Linked DNA regions of Mus musculus: regions 1 and 2 are each linked to region 3. Evidence: chromatin contacts called from public capture Hi-C data. All regions are on one chromosome and are shown on one strand. The core of a region is the stretch at or near the end of the contact, and the rest is flanking DNA. Distances in the headings are between cores, read along the strand shown.

Evidence for each region. Capture Hi-C pulls out chosen DNA fragments and counts their contacts.
Region 1: a contact with region 3 is called in a capture Hi-C map of bone marrow-derived macrophages, with 8 times the contacts expected there. The contact joins two enhancer-like sites. A contact is called at or near these places in 2 of 9 other capture datasets (bone marrow-derived macrophages and embryonic stem cells).
Region 2: a capture Hi-C map of bone marrow-derived macrophages shows a contact between it and region 3, with 7 times the contacts expected there. The contact joins two enhancer-like sites. A contact is called at or near these places in 1 of 484 Hi-C or Micro-C datasets (macrophages) and 1 of 9 other capture datasets (bone marrow-derived macrophages).

What each region holds. Positions count from the first base shown.
Region 1 is chr11:111,289,241-111,293,025 of GRCm38.p6, forward strand. No RefSeq gene overlaps it. Among named protein-coding and RNA genes, the nearest start is that of Gm30158, 220 kb to the right of the region's middle. Within about 2 kb of position 1,576, at least 27 of the 459 cell types and tissues checked have an H3K27ac peak or open chromatin away from gene starts, as enhancers often do. A contact at or near this core is called in bone marrow-derived macrophages, where this site is marked.
Region 2 is chr11:111,440,293-111,444,177 of GRCm38.p6, forward strand. No RefSeq gene overlaps it. Among named protein-coding and RNA genes, the nearest start is that of Gm30158, 70 kb to the right of the region's middle. Within about 2 kb of position 2,194, at least 7 of the 459 cell types and tissues checked have an H3K27ac peak or open chromatin away from gene starts, as enhancers often do. A contact at or near this core is called in bone marrow-derived macrophages and macrophages, where this site is marked.
Region 3 is chr11:110,696,644-110,700,572 of GRCm38.p6, forward strand. No RefSeq gene overlaps it. Among named protein-coding and RNA genes, the nearest start is that of Gm46300, 150 kb to the left of the region's middle. Within about 2 kb of position 1,663, at least 36 of the 459 cell types and tissues checked have an H3K27ac peak or open chromatin away from gene starts, as enhancers often do. A contact at or near this core is called in bone marrow-derived macrophages and macrophages, where this site is marked.

The DNA of each region.
Region 1 (3,785 bases), core at 326-2,825, 590 kb after region 3:
GTGTGTGCATGCCACACATGTATGGTGTCCATGGAGGTCAGAAAAGGGCATCAGATTCCCTGGAACCAGAGATGCAGGAAGTGGTGACCCGTGATGTGAGTGATGGGAACTACTCTCAGTCCATTGTGAGAGTAGCCAGCACACTTAACCACTGAGTCGTCGCTACAGCCCAAGGGAAGAATTCTTAAAATCATTTTGAAATGAGAAATTCATTAACCATTCCTATGAATAGTTGATACTTGATCCCAAGGGAACTTTTTGAGACAACCTATGAAATAAATTATAATATATATATATATATATATATATATATATATATATATATATCCTTGCCATTGCTTGTGGCTTAAGTCAAAAAGAAATATCAGTTCAGTCTCTAAGTAATGATGTTGCTTCAGTGATGGCTGGATCTCTCTGGTTCATCAGACAGTTTTCTTATTAATTTTTTAAATTGTAAAATTATATATATGTGTGTGTGTGTGTGTGTGTGTGTGTGTGTGTGTATGTGTATGTATATGTGTATATATGTATATATCTTTGGAAATTTGAAAAACTATGTATTTTGATGTTTTCATTCCTTACTCTGCCCCAATTCTTCTCCTATTTCCACTCCTAAACCCCTTCACTTCCTTCACTTCCTGTATGTATTTTTTAAGACACTGTCTCATAATAGATGTCCTGGTTCTCTGGTTCTTATAATCACCCCACTCTCTCTTTTGTGATGATCCCTGAGTCTTAAGTATACAATTTGTATTATAGGGTTGCGTTGTATTGTTTTATCCATAAAGAATTATATAATACCTGTACTTGTGGAGAGAACAAACGTGAAGGGCACGTTTATCTCCACAGAAGTGATTCGAATTGAGAGAGCTTCAGTAACTGAAGGTCACTTGCTAATGATAAGCATGGTGGCTGCAGAGAAGAAAAGTGGAGAGGCAATTCAGTAGTGGAGTGTTTGCCTAGCATTTGAAAGGAGCTTGGTTTGATCTCCAGAATTGGGGGTCGGGTAAGGTTGTTATTTGTTAGCACAGAAAGGAAGTAGGTAAATCTCAAGTTCTCCAAAGGGGTTATTGTCATGGAAAACTTCATATTATGTATATGCAATCTTAAGATGGTCCTTGCCATTGCTTATGGTTCAGTCTCTCAGTAATGATGGAGCTTCAGTGGTGGCTGGATCTCTCTGGCTCACCAGACAGTTCTCTTATTTTTTTTAATTGTAAAATTAAAACATAATTATATCATTTCCCTTTTCCTTTCATCCCTCCAATTCTTACAATATTTGATTTTCATCTCATATTTATCAGATCTTTCTCATCTTCATGGCCTTTTTATTATATATAGAATAAATATACTCCTAAATATATGAGATATATATATTCCTGAACATATAAATATAACCTGCTTAGTCATGTCATGTTACTTGTTTGTATATGATTTCACAACTGACCACCCACTTGGTATTGAGTAACCAATTAGGTGCTTTTTCTTGTGTCAGACTATTTCTCCCACTCTCAACAGTCCTTAGCTGCTTGTAGTTATTTTGGAAGAGGAAGTGGATAAAAATATAAATCTTGGAGGAACAGGAAGTCAGTTGTGAGATTGTGACTCTTACAAAGGTCAGGGAAGCAATCCCCATGAAGTCTCCCTAATGCTGCCTGAACAGGACCTGGAGAAAGACAACAGAAAGACATGTTAACATGGGAGGGCGATTCTCATGGATTCCCAACCTAGGAAAAGAACTATAGGTATGTGTCTTTGTTAGGTTTCTACTGCTGTGAACAGACACCATGACCAAGGCAAGTCTTACAAAGGACAACATTTAATTGGGGCTGGCTTACAGGTTCAGAGGTTCAGTCCATTATCATGAAGATGAGAACATGGCAAAGGCATGGTGCAAGCAGAGCCGAGAGTTCTACATCTCCATCTGAAGGCTGCTAGTGGAAGACTGATTTCCAGACAGCTAGGGTGAGGTTCTTATAGCCCACACCCACATTGACATACCTCCTCCATTAAGGCCACACCTATTTGAACAAGGCCACACCTCCAAATAGTGCTACTCCCTGGGCTAAACATACACAAACCATCACATTGTGTATTTTAAACACAGATATGTTCTGCATTGTCTTCATTCAGACTATTTCCATCAGACAGCAGAAAATATATCACATCCATGCTAGAATTTCTTCCTATGTTTTACACAACCAAACAAGAAAGATACTCTCCTCTCCTTAGTAGTTCCCAGTTATTCATCTTCACAGATAGCTTGAGTAATAAGTCTATTGTTTGGTCAATCCATGAAGATAATGACATGTAATATCTTTTTAAAGAAGGTCTTGTTATTTTTTTTTCCTAGTATAAATTCACGATTAGCAGAAAACAAAGCTCATTCCATCTATTGCATGGGTTGAAAACTAAAATGAAGCTAGTATCAAAAGAACAGAGAAGCAACTGAGGGCAGGTGACAAAACCAACACAACACACAAACACACACACACACAAACACACACACACAAAACAACACACAAAGGACTATCTTCCCTCCATAGTGAAATACAGATATTGCATGAAGAACACAAGAGTCAAGGGTCAAAGGTGTTTTAAATTTTTATATATCTGATAACGTAAAAGCTTGAAGGCATTTGAAGGATGGGAACTAAAACTAAGGGCCAATGAAATGGCTTTATACCTGATTGAATATAAGTGGTATCAGAAAAAAAGTTACTAATGGGCCTTTTACAGCGTGAAGAGAATCTGTAAGGAAACATTAGGTTAATTGCTCCTGCTGTATTCAGCTGAGCTTATGTGACTATCAGCTGGTCTTACATATATCTTCCTGACTTTATAGACTGACTAGTGAGTTGGCTTGCAATAAAGGAAGAACAGAAAGGAATACAAGCACATTTGAGCACTCACTGTTCTCTACTGACTCCACGGGATTCCTCGAGGAACCAAGTCAGTGTGTGTTTTCTATGTAACAGAGCAGAGAAAACAAATTATCAATACGAGCATCCTTAATGTTATTTGAGGTATTTCCAAGGAGGGAATCAAGCGCTTGAAAGGGAATAGAATGGTGGGTGTTTACAGCTTTGTCAGTGAGCATAAGAGGGTAAGGTTTTATGGACAGGTGAAGAGATAAAACACACAAAACAGAAGTGAGAAGGGGATGCTATAAACAGGAGGACACATCAAGCAGAGGACTAGTGACATGTGCTATAAACTTCTACAGATGTGTCACTGGTCTGATGAACATATGATGCATTCAGAAATTTATCATAGTTCACGATATTTTCCCTAAGCTCATAGGAATTAAAATTACTTCTGAATAGTTTCTGGATCTTTGAAAGCATTAAATCTGTGCTTGTAGACTGCTTAATCATTAGCAGCAGTTAGTGCTTTAAGCTAGAATCAACAATAAAATACAGTATTAACATGAACTTCAGTTGTTGTGATATATTTCCATTGATTTTCAGTGTAGCTACATCTTTTATATTTAGAGAAAATATAAAATTCTGGAAATGAGAGTGATAACTGTGGTACTGGTAGACTTTGTTTTAAAGCATACAAGGGAGTATGTATAATTTCATTTGAAATTATGACTGCAGGATCATTTTATAGGAAAATATAAATTACATAATTATCTCATAAAAACATTCAATGATGTTAAGCTTGAAAAATGAAAGAAGTAGCATGATAAATCAATAGAAAAAAAAAAGAAAAATATTCAGGTACCAGATATAATTTTCTCTAGGGAAATCAGTCCTTTGCTAATTTTAATTGACATTATA
Region 2 (3,885 bases), core at 944-3,443, 740 kb after region 3:
AGTCTAACTTCTCAGTATGTCTCACCTAACCTAAAACCTTGGGGGAAAGTTTAAGTCAAGTTGAATATCATGAAAGTATATTTGAATTTTGTGGCATTTTTTGTTAAACAAAAGAAAATTGGGGAGGGGGTGAGCTTATATATTGGTGCTGACAGGCCACATCACAGTTGATTTGGAATAGTCTGTGGCAAACATTTCTATTGGCTTGGCAATTTGCCTCATCAAGAAAGTGTCAGAGAAAATTTTCTCAAGACAGATAATGCTAAGTCAAAAAGCCACCCTAGTCTAGATTTTCCTCTCTTGAGGACTTGGCTGCCAATGCCATTGACCCACATTATACCCAGAAGCCTCCTCCCCTGCTGACCTTACCAGAGCCCTCATTTCCTGGGAAGTGAGGGTCAGTCTAACAGCCTGACTTCACAACAATTAAGTGAAGTTAGGAGAACATGGAGACCACTCCAAACAGAAGCCAGAGCGTCAGCACTTTGGACAAGTCGGAATATTTATTTCCTCTCCACAGCGGTGGCCATCACAGGTGCATTTGCCTTCTGCCCTAGAATGCCCCCTTGGTCACCATCTGAGTTACTGTTAGCCCATTCCAAGTTCAACTTGTCAGTGAACTGAAAAGGTGTATAGTTAGGTCAAAGACATCCCCATGCTTGGGTGTATCTATCTGTCTGCCTTTCTTCCTTTTTCTTCCTTCCTTCCTTCCTTCCTTCCTTCCTTCCTTCCTTCCTTCCTTCCTTCCTTCCTTCCCTCCTGTCTTTGCAGGAATTATTTCTTTAGTTCCACTCCCTCAATCCAATGTGTAAAATAACTTTAAAAAATCTATTTAAAATGTCAGATGTAGAGAGTGTCTTTTATGAACTGTACAGGAAAATGTACAAGTCTAGTGTATTGAATAAAAAAGAATAGTGCAAGATAACTTGCAAATTTAATATACATTCCTGAAGCTCTACTATAGAGCTTGATAATTTTTGAGTTCAGAAACACTTCTTATAGTTTCTGTTTGCTTGCTTGTTTGTTAATTTTAAAGAGGAGATGCCATGAAATTCCAGTATAACATACCTATTGTGTTTGAAATGAGTTGTTAATTCAATTCTTTTGCTTAAAGACTTCAGACTGCTTTACATGCAACAAAACTTAAACATGATGGAGAATAACACACTATTCTTTTTTATCCTCAAACAGAAAGCTGTACTTTGGATTGTGTGACAATTCAGTGAGAAAGGGAATTATCTTGACCCAGCTCATGAAAGAATATATTTATCACTTAGAAGATTTATGCATGTTATATTCTTGCTATGTCCCTTGGCACACGCATCATCGCCTAGATAAAAGACTGGTCCTCCCTCTCTCTTTTCCTCCTCCCTCTCCCAGAGGCTACCTCTGACACCCTCCTAATAAACCTTCCATGTGAGATCTGTTGCATGGTGTGATTTGTTTGGGACCATGCCGCTTATTTCTAACAGCAATAATAAGACTCATTCTCATTTCTTAATGAACCTATTCCATAAACCAGTAAATTAAGTGGATATGGATTCCAGTCCCTGCCAATCAAAATAGCAGGTGGTAAATCAGTATCACCTGTGAAATGTTCTGCTTGCCATTTAATCCACAGTGGAGAAAAGGGACTGTGAACTATGATTTCTTGAAATGGACATTTTTGTTTGTCTCTTTGAGTATAAATAATGCAGAAGGTTTTTTGGTTGGTTGTTTGGATTTGTTTTGTCTTTCACAAAATATGATCTGTCAAGGAAATAGAGTGATTAGTTTTTATGAGAATTTCACAAATACATATGAGAGAGATTCAAACAGGACAAAAAGGTGACACCAAATTTCATGAAGTGAAATTTGGTCTCCTAGCTCAGAGTCTAGTGACCAACAAATTTCAAATGAGATTTATCCACATATAGGGATGCCATTTCAATGACTTCAGAAAATAACATGAAGTTGGGATTGCAGTTCAAATGTAAAGAATCATGGAGTAACAGAGAGAGAGAGAGGGGGGGGGAGAGAGAGAGAGAGGGAGAGAGAGAGAGAGACTGTTCTTTACATTCCCTGGGGTTTGGTGCCTCCAGATTTGGCAACATGAGCAAGAAGAGAACTGAGGAGCAGCAGACCATTCTTGTCTGTGACTGTGGGATTTATTTCTGTTTGCTTCCTCTGTAAAACCAGTCTCCTGACCACATCTTGAAAAGTTCTCTTTTGTAAGATGACATCTTTGATCTGCCAAAGTGTCAGGCAAAGGCATGGAGGGGACTGGGCTTCCTCTTCTTCAGATTGCTGCCCTTGAAAGGTTTTTGGGAGATCACTGCAAAGGAGGACATTTCCATAAAAGCAGGCACAGGATATTGCTGGTTAAAATATTAGAGGTCTTCTTGTGCACTTAGGTGATTAATAAATTCATCTTCTTCACCAGAGGGACCTGAATGCCTGAGTGAGCACAAATCCTTGCATGATTTATGAAGATGTATGCAACAGGTACTTGTTGGAGAATGGAAGTCTCTGTCCCTGCACAGGACATTCACTGCTACCTGGTCCAATGCAGGAGCAGAGCTCTGTGTCCATTGCTTCACATCTGTGCTTCTGGTCCTGTCATTTTCTCCATTTGAACTTCCTGCCCCTTCTTAGTAACCAAATCATTTTCTCTGCATCCAAATAAAGTCTACAGTTTGGCAGAATGTGTTCTGGGCAAAGAAATCAGATCGGAGACAATGAGAGAGGTGAGAGAGAGAGAGAGACAGAGAGAGAGAGAGAAAGAGAGAGAGAAAGAGAGAGAGAATGGAAACAGGCTAGAGAGAGCTAGGTAAGTTTAGGACCTCAAAAGGCATTTGGCCATGAGAGTGAGAGTTTTTATTAGTCATTTTAATAGCACCCACCTCCTCCTATACTTATGTCTAGCTTCCTTAAATATAACTCTTATGGGGAGCGGCTTTATGTTAATTGGCTTCCTCCATATGTTAATCTTGACCACCCTCCTCTCTTACCTCTCCTCTGTCACATTATCACAAATAGGGCACACGTCCTGGTCATTGTGCCCCTTAAGTAGTGTCGTGTGTGTGTGTGTGTGTGTGTGTGTGTGTGTGTGTGTATTTGTAGTTTATCCCTTTTCACTGTGCTTTCTGTGTTATTTACTTTCGGTATTTTAAGCAAAAGGAATTATATTTCAAGGATCATTACCACCTGGTAAATATCCTCTATCTGAAGTTAGCAGCACATGCTAACTCAAACATTAAAGGGCAATGATACAAACACTAAGTTTAACTTTCCTACTCAACATTGTGTAACACTGAAGAGAAATTAGCTCATTCATAGACCAAATATCAGATCTCACAATTCTAGGGAACATGGGCTTCCACCACTAGCACCTCCTCTTTCTTAAAGACAAAGAATAGTTTCCTCCTAGTTGGATACAGGGCTGTAATTAGTCCTAGCTAACTGAAAGTAAGCAAAATTGCTCTGTCCAGTTCTTGAAACATATCCAACAGAAGGAAACAGTTTTGTCATCCAATGTACAATCTAAGCATGGAGCATAAGCAAACATTCTGGGATTTAAAAGAGCCTAAATCTTGTGGATGGTTACCATCCACCTACAGACAAGGATGTAAAGGATGCATGTTAAAGAAGAAGAAACAATGAAAATTAACTTTTATTTTCCTTTTTGAAAAAATGACTGGTGTGAGGCACTGTGTCAGGGTAGTACTTGGCGTGTAAGAATGGGGAGCTGAGTTTGAATATCCAGCTCCATGTGAAAAGCCAGGAGAAACAACAAGTGTTGTATGTAACCTCACTGATGGGCAGGCAGAGCCAGGACAACCTCAGGGGCTCACTGGACAGCCAAGCTGGTCAAGTTCAGCAAGAGGTCTTGCCTCATAACATAAT
Region 3 (3,929 bases), core at 413-2,912:
AATAACAATTGATTTTGTTGACTGTGGTGTGACAACACACCTGTAATTCCAAAAGTCAGGAGGTAGAAGCACAAGAGTCTTCAAGGTTACCCTTGGCTGCTTTGGCTACCTGTCAAGTTTCAGGCAAGTTTGGGAAATAATAATGGTAAGTGATAAAAATCATCAATAATATATAATATAATATAATATAATATAATATAATATAATATAATATATGATAAATAATGAAGTTTTAATGAATTATTGGGAATGTTATCCTCTTTGGCATTGGGTAGTCTGGGTGTAAAATAACCATCATGGCTTTGGGTAGGTTGATTAACCCCTTTGTCTTGAAAAGCCCATATCTGAATATGTGTAGATTGATGAATTGTGAGGACTGAAATGAATTATTTCATAGTACAAGGGAGATTTTTTTTTTTTAGTGGTGGTAACTTTAGCTGTCTCAGAAGTTTCAAGCCTTTTAGCCAATCTCCACACAGTAGCTTTAAAAATAATTTCCAAGATGATGGTCCTTCTAGGCTTTACACAACAGGGCCCGATGCTGTGTTCACTTCCAGGCTGAACTCATGGAAACTTTTGGTTCCAAATAGAGGAAGTCATAGCAACAACAGCGATTCATCTTCCGGCTTTCATCAGCTCCTCATGGCCTCGCTGTCATCGTCATCTGAGCTAAAAACAATTCAACCAAGGGAAAGGTAAACAGGAGCCCTTCCATTTTGCAAATGAACGAGTGGAAGTGTAGGGACATGAAGCCCTTAACTAAAAAGTACCCATTACTCATGTCCTCATCTTTCTGTGCACTATGTGTCTTAGTTTTAAAGCTGGTCTCAATCTTCTATTTTACATAGGATGTTTCACCCTGTATTGATACAGATCGAAAGGACACTTACATCAATCTAAACTCACTCACCCCAGCACAATCTGCGAAGCATCTTTAAATTTTCCGTTAGGGTAGCCCTTGCCATACTCCTCTATCCTGCAGCATCTCTATGCATTAATGGGTCCCTGTGCCTTATACCCCTGTGTATAAGTGTTGAGAAATATTCTGCTTCATCTTGCAGCTCTTGGGTAGATCACTTAGCTGGAAATTATGATAATTTGGGAGTTAGTAATTTTCTTGCCATATTCTTTTCAAGCTAGCTTCTTCTTCCCCTGCTTATCACTTCACTTTCCTTCTTCCACATACACATCCTAACAGCTTCAGGATGACCTTCCCATTCTCTCCTGTGACACCAGTGTCAAATATGTTTGGGGCATGTTCTTTCTGGCAGTAGAATGGAAAAAAAAGTATACAATATGAGTTTTCTCCATCCCCTACCTGAGAAAGATAATTATCATGAAGCTGACAATGACGGGACCAAGGTGATTCAGACTAATTCAGACATTATGGTAAGCCTACACATGTTGGTATACTTTGGATAAAGGTGAATGGTGTGAGAAATACAGCAATCAATTGCAAAGCCATTCCTCTAAGAATGACTCTAGGTGAAGTTGAGAAAAGCTATTTATAGTCATGGAGAACACTTGGTTATCAAAGGCAAAAGGAATGTGGCATTTCATAAAAAAAATATTGTTTTAGGCAAAAGAGAGGAGACACAGGGAAGGCTAGCTGAGGCGGTGTCATGCAAGGGGCTAATAGAGGCTACAATCCGAGTGGAGAGTGACAGAGGGTTGTGAAGAATTTGGAAATGCTGGAAACTTGGACATCACAAGATGGGGAGGGTTCAGTAGTGTGGCGTGGTGTGGTTAGAACTAAAGTTTGGAAGCAACGCTGGCACACAATTTGTGCATTGGCATGCTGGAAACAATGGATGGAAGAATCCGTGAGATGAAAGGAAGCAAAATTGAGTCATAGTCACCCATTCCAAATTTTCACCACTGAGGGAACTGGGCAAAGAGTGCAACTCATGACTGGATATGCTCACTGAAAGTGGAACCCCTTTCTTCTAGTTCCTGTTTAAAAATATAAACTGCATGCAAATTCAAATTAAAAAAAAAGAACCTTCCTTTGTCACGTTGAGAAACTGTGTTTTCTTTGTTGTTTTGTGACTCACCTCGGGACTATTCATACAAGAATGCTATTTGTAGGGATGGGCAGACCTGTTTGGGGGGGGGGAACAAGAACCTCTCTGGAATGTTCACCCACTCTTGGAACCATAGTTGTTGTTCTTTCTTTCTTTCTTTCTTTCTTTCTTTCTTTCTTTCTTTCTTTCTTTCTTTCTTTCTTTCTTTCTTTCTTCCTTTCCTTACAAAGTTCTCTGTTCATTTTAAAGTACTTGGCCAAGATTGGAAGAGGAAAAAACATCTCGGATATCATAGCATCCTGGGCTGTAATGCACAAAGCATCTTGGAATAGCCCTGCAAGGAGCAAAAGTAGTGGCTTAATCATCTTAATTCAAACCTTATTCATGCGGGTGCAGAGAGAGAGGTAAGCTTAAGGAAAATGTAGGGTGATGGGTCATTACAAATGGCAAGTGCTAGCCCAGGAATTAAGATAGCTTGGGCAGTTTAAATTTTGTAGAAGCTAGACAATTCAAAAGAAGTCAGTGGAGAGAAGCTGGAGGTAACTGGATCTCAAATCAAGACAAAGGATTAAAGGTGAGATCTTTAAGTAGAGTTTTTCCTATACAAAGTTTACTCATAAAGAATGAAATGTACTAGCTAGGGTCCCACCTCAAAATATAAACTTCTCAATAACCTCAAGATCTACTTTCAAGAATTTAGATTAGATAAATTAAAAAAAAGGCAACTTTCTAGGATTACATATATTTTTCATAGGATTGATAGTCTTACTTTTTTATAGTCTTTTCCCTTTGTTTTGGCAGGGAGGGGTTTAGTAAGGAGATGTTGATATCGGAGCAATTAACCCTGACAAAACTTATGGAAAGTTGCATTAAAACTTTTTAAACGTAAGCATTCAGGGATGTCTTTTGACATTTTTGTTCATTTTCCATGCCAAGGGAGAGTTTGAGGACATGGTAGTGATTTGAAAATAAAAACTGATAGAAGGGGCATAGTGTGTGTGTGTGTGTGTGTGTGTGTGTGTGAGAGAGAGAGAGAGAGAGAGAGAGAGAGAAAGAGAGAGAGGAGAGAGGGAAGAGGAGAGAGGGGAGAGGGGAGAGGGGAGAGGGAAGAGGGGAGAGGGGAGAGGGGAGAGGGGAGAGAGAAGATTAAGAAAGATAATGGCTAATCTATGGCTAATCTTGGTTGTTGAGAAGATGGTACCTCAGTTGAAGATTGCCTCTATCAGATTGGCTTGGCTTGTGGGCATATCTTTGGGAATCTTGTGCATTTTCTTGATTCCTTGTTGATGTTAGAAAGCCCTGTCCATGGTAGGCAGAAGTAGTCCTAGGTGGGTGAGCCTGGAAGAAAGCCAGGAAGCATTTTTCTCTATAGCCTTTACTTCAGTTTCCACTATAAGGTTCCTGTGTTGAGTTACTGCCCTGACTTTCCTCAGTGATGGATGTAGAAATGCAAGTTGAAATTAAGCGTTGTTATCCTTATTTTTCTTTGGGTTGGAATGTTTCATCACAATATTGTTGGTATCAAGGGGGATCATGCACTAGTAGTATAGTAGTTGGGGGTGGGAACTGCACCCTCATGAGGTAGTTAGCATTTAAAAGATATCAAAGTACTTTTAACTTCTCTGCTCTATTTTAATCTTGGAGCATTTTATTTTTTTTATAAAGCAGTCTCACTTAAAGAATGTAAACAAGGCAATGCTTAACCTTTCCTACTTCCTTCTGAGAACACCTGTCAAATATGCTTTGTCTTATGTAGTCTAACAAGCAAACTGCATTTGTCAATGCTTTATGGTTGTGATGTACATGAGCATTTTGCACAGTATGACTGCAATGATCTAATTCATGTATATTTACATGGCATACAAAGAGTTAGCTTTAGACACTACCTGGGAAACACCTTGAAGG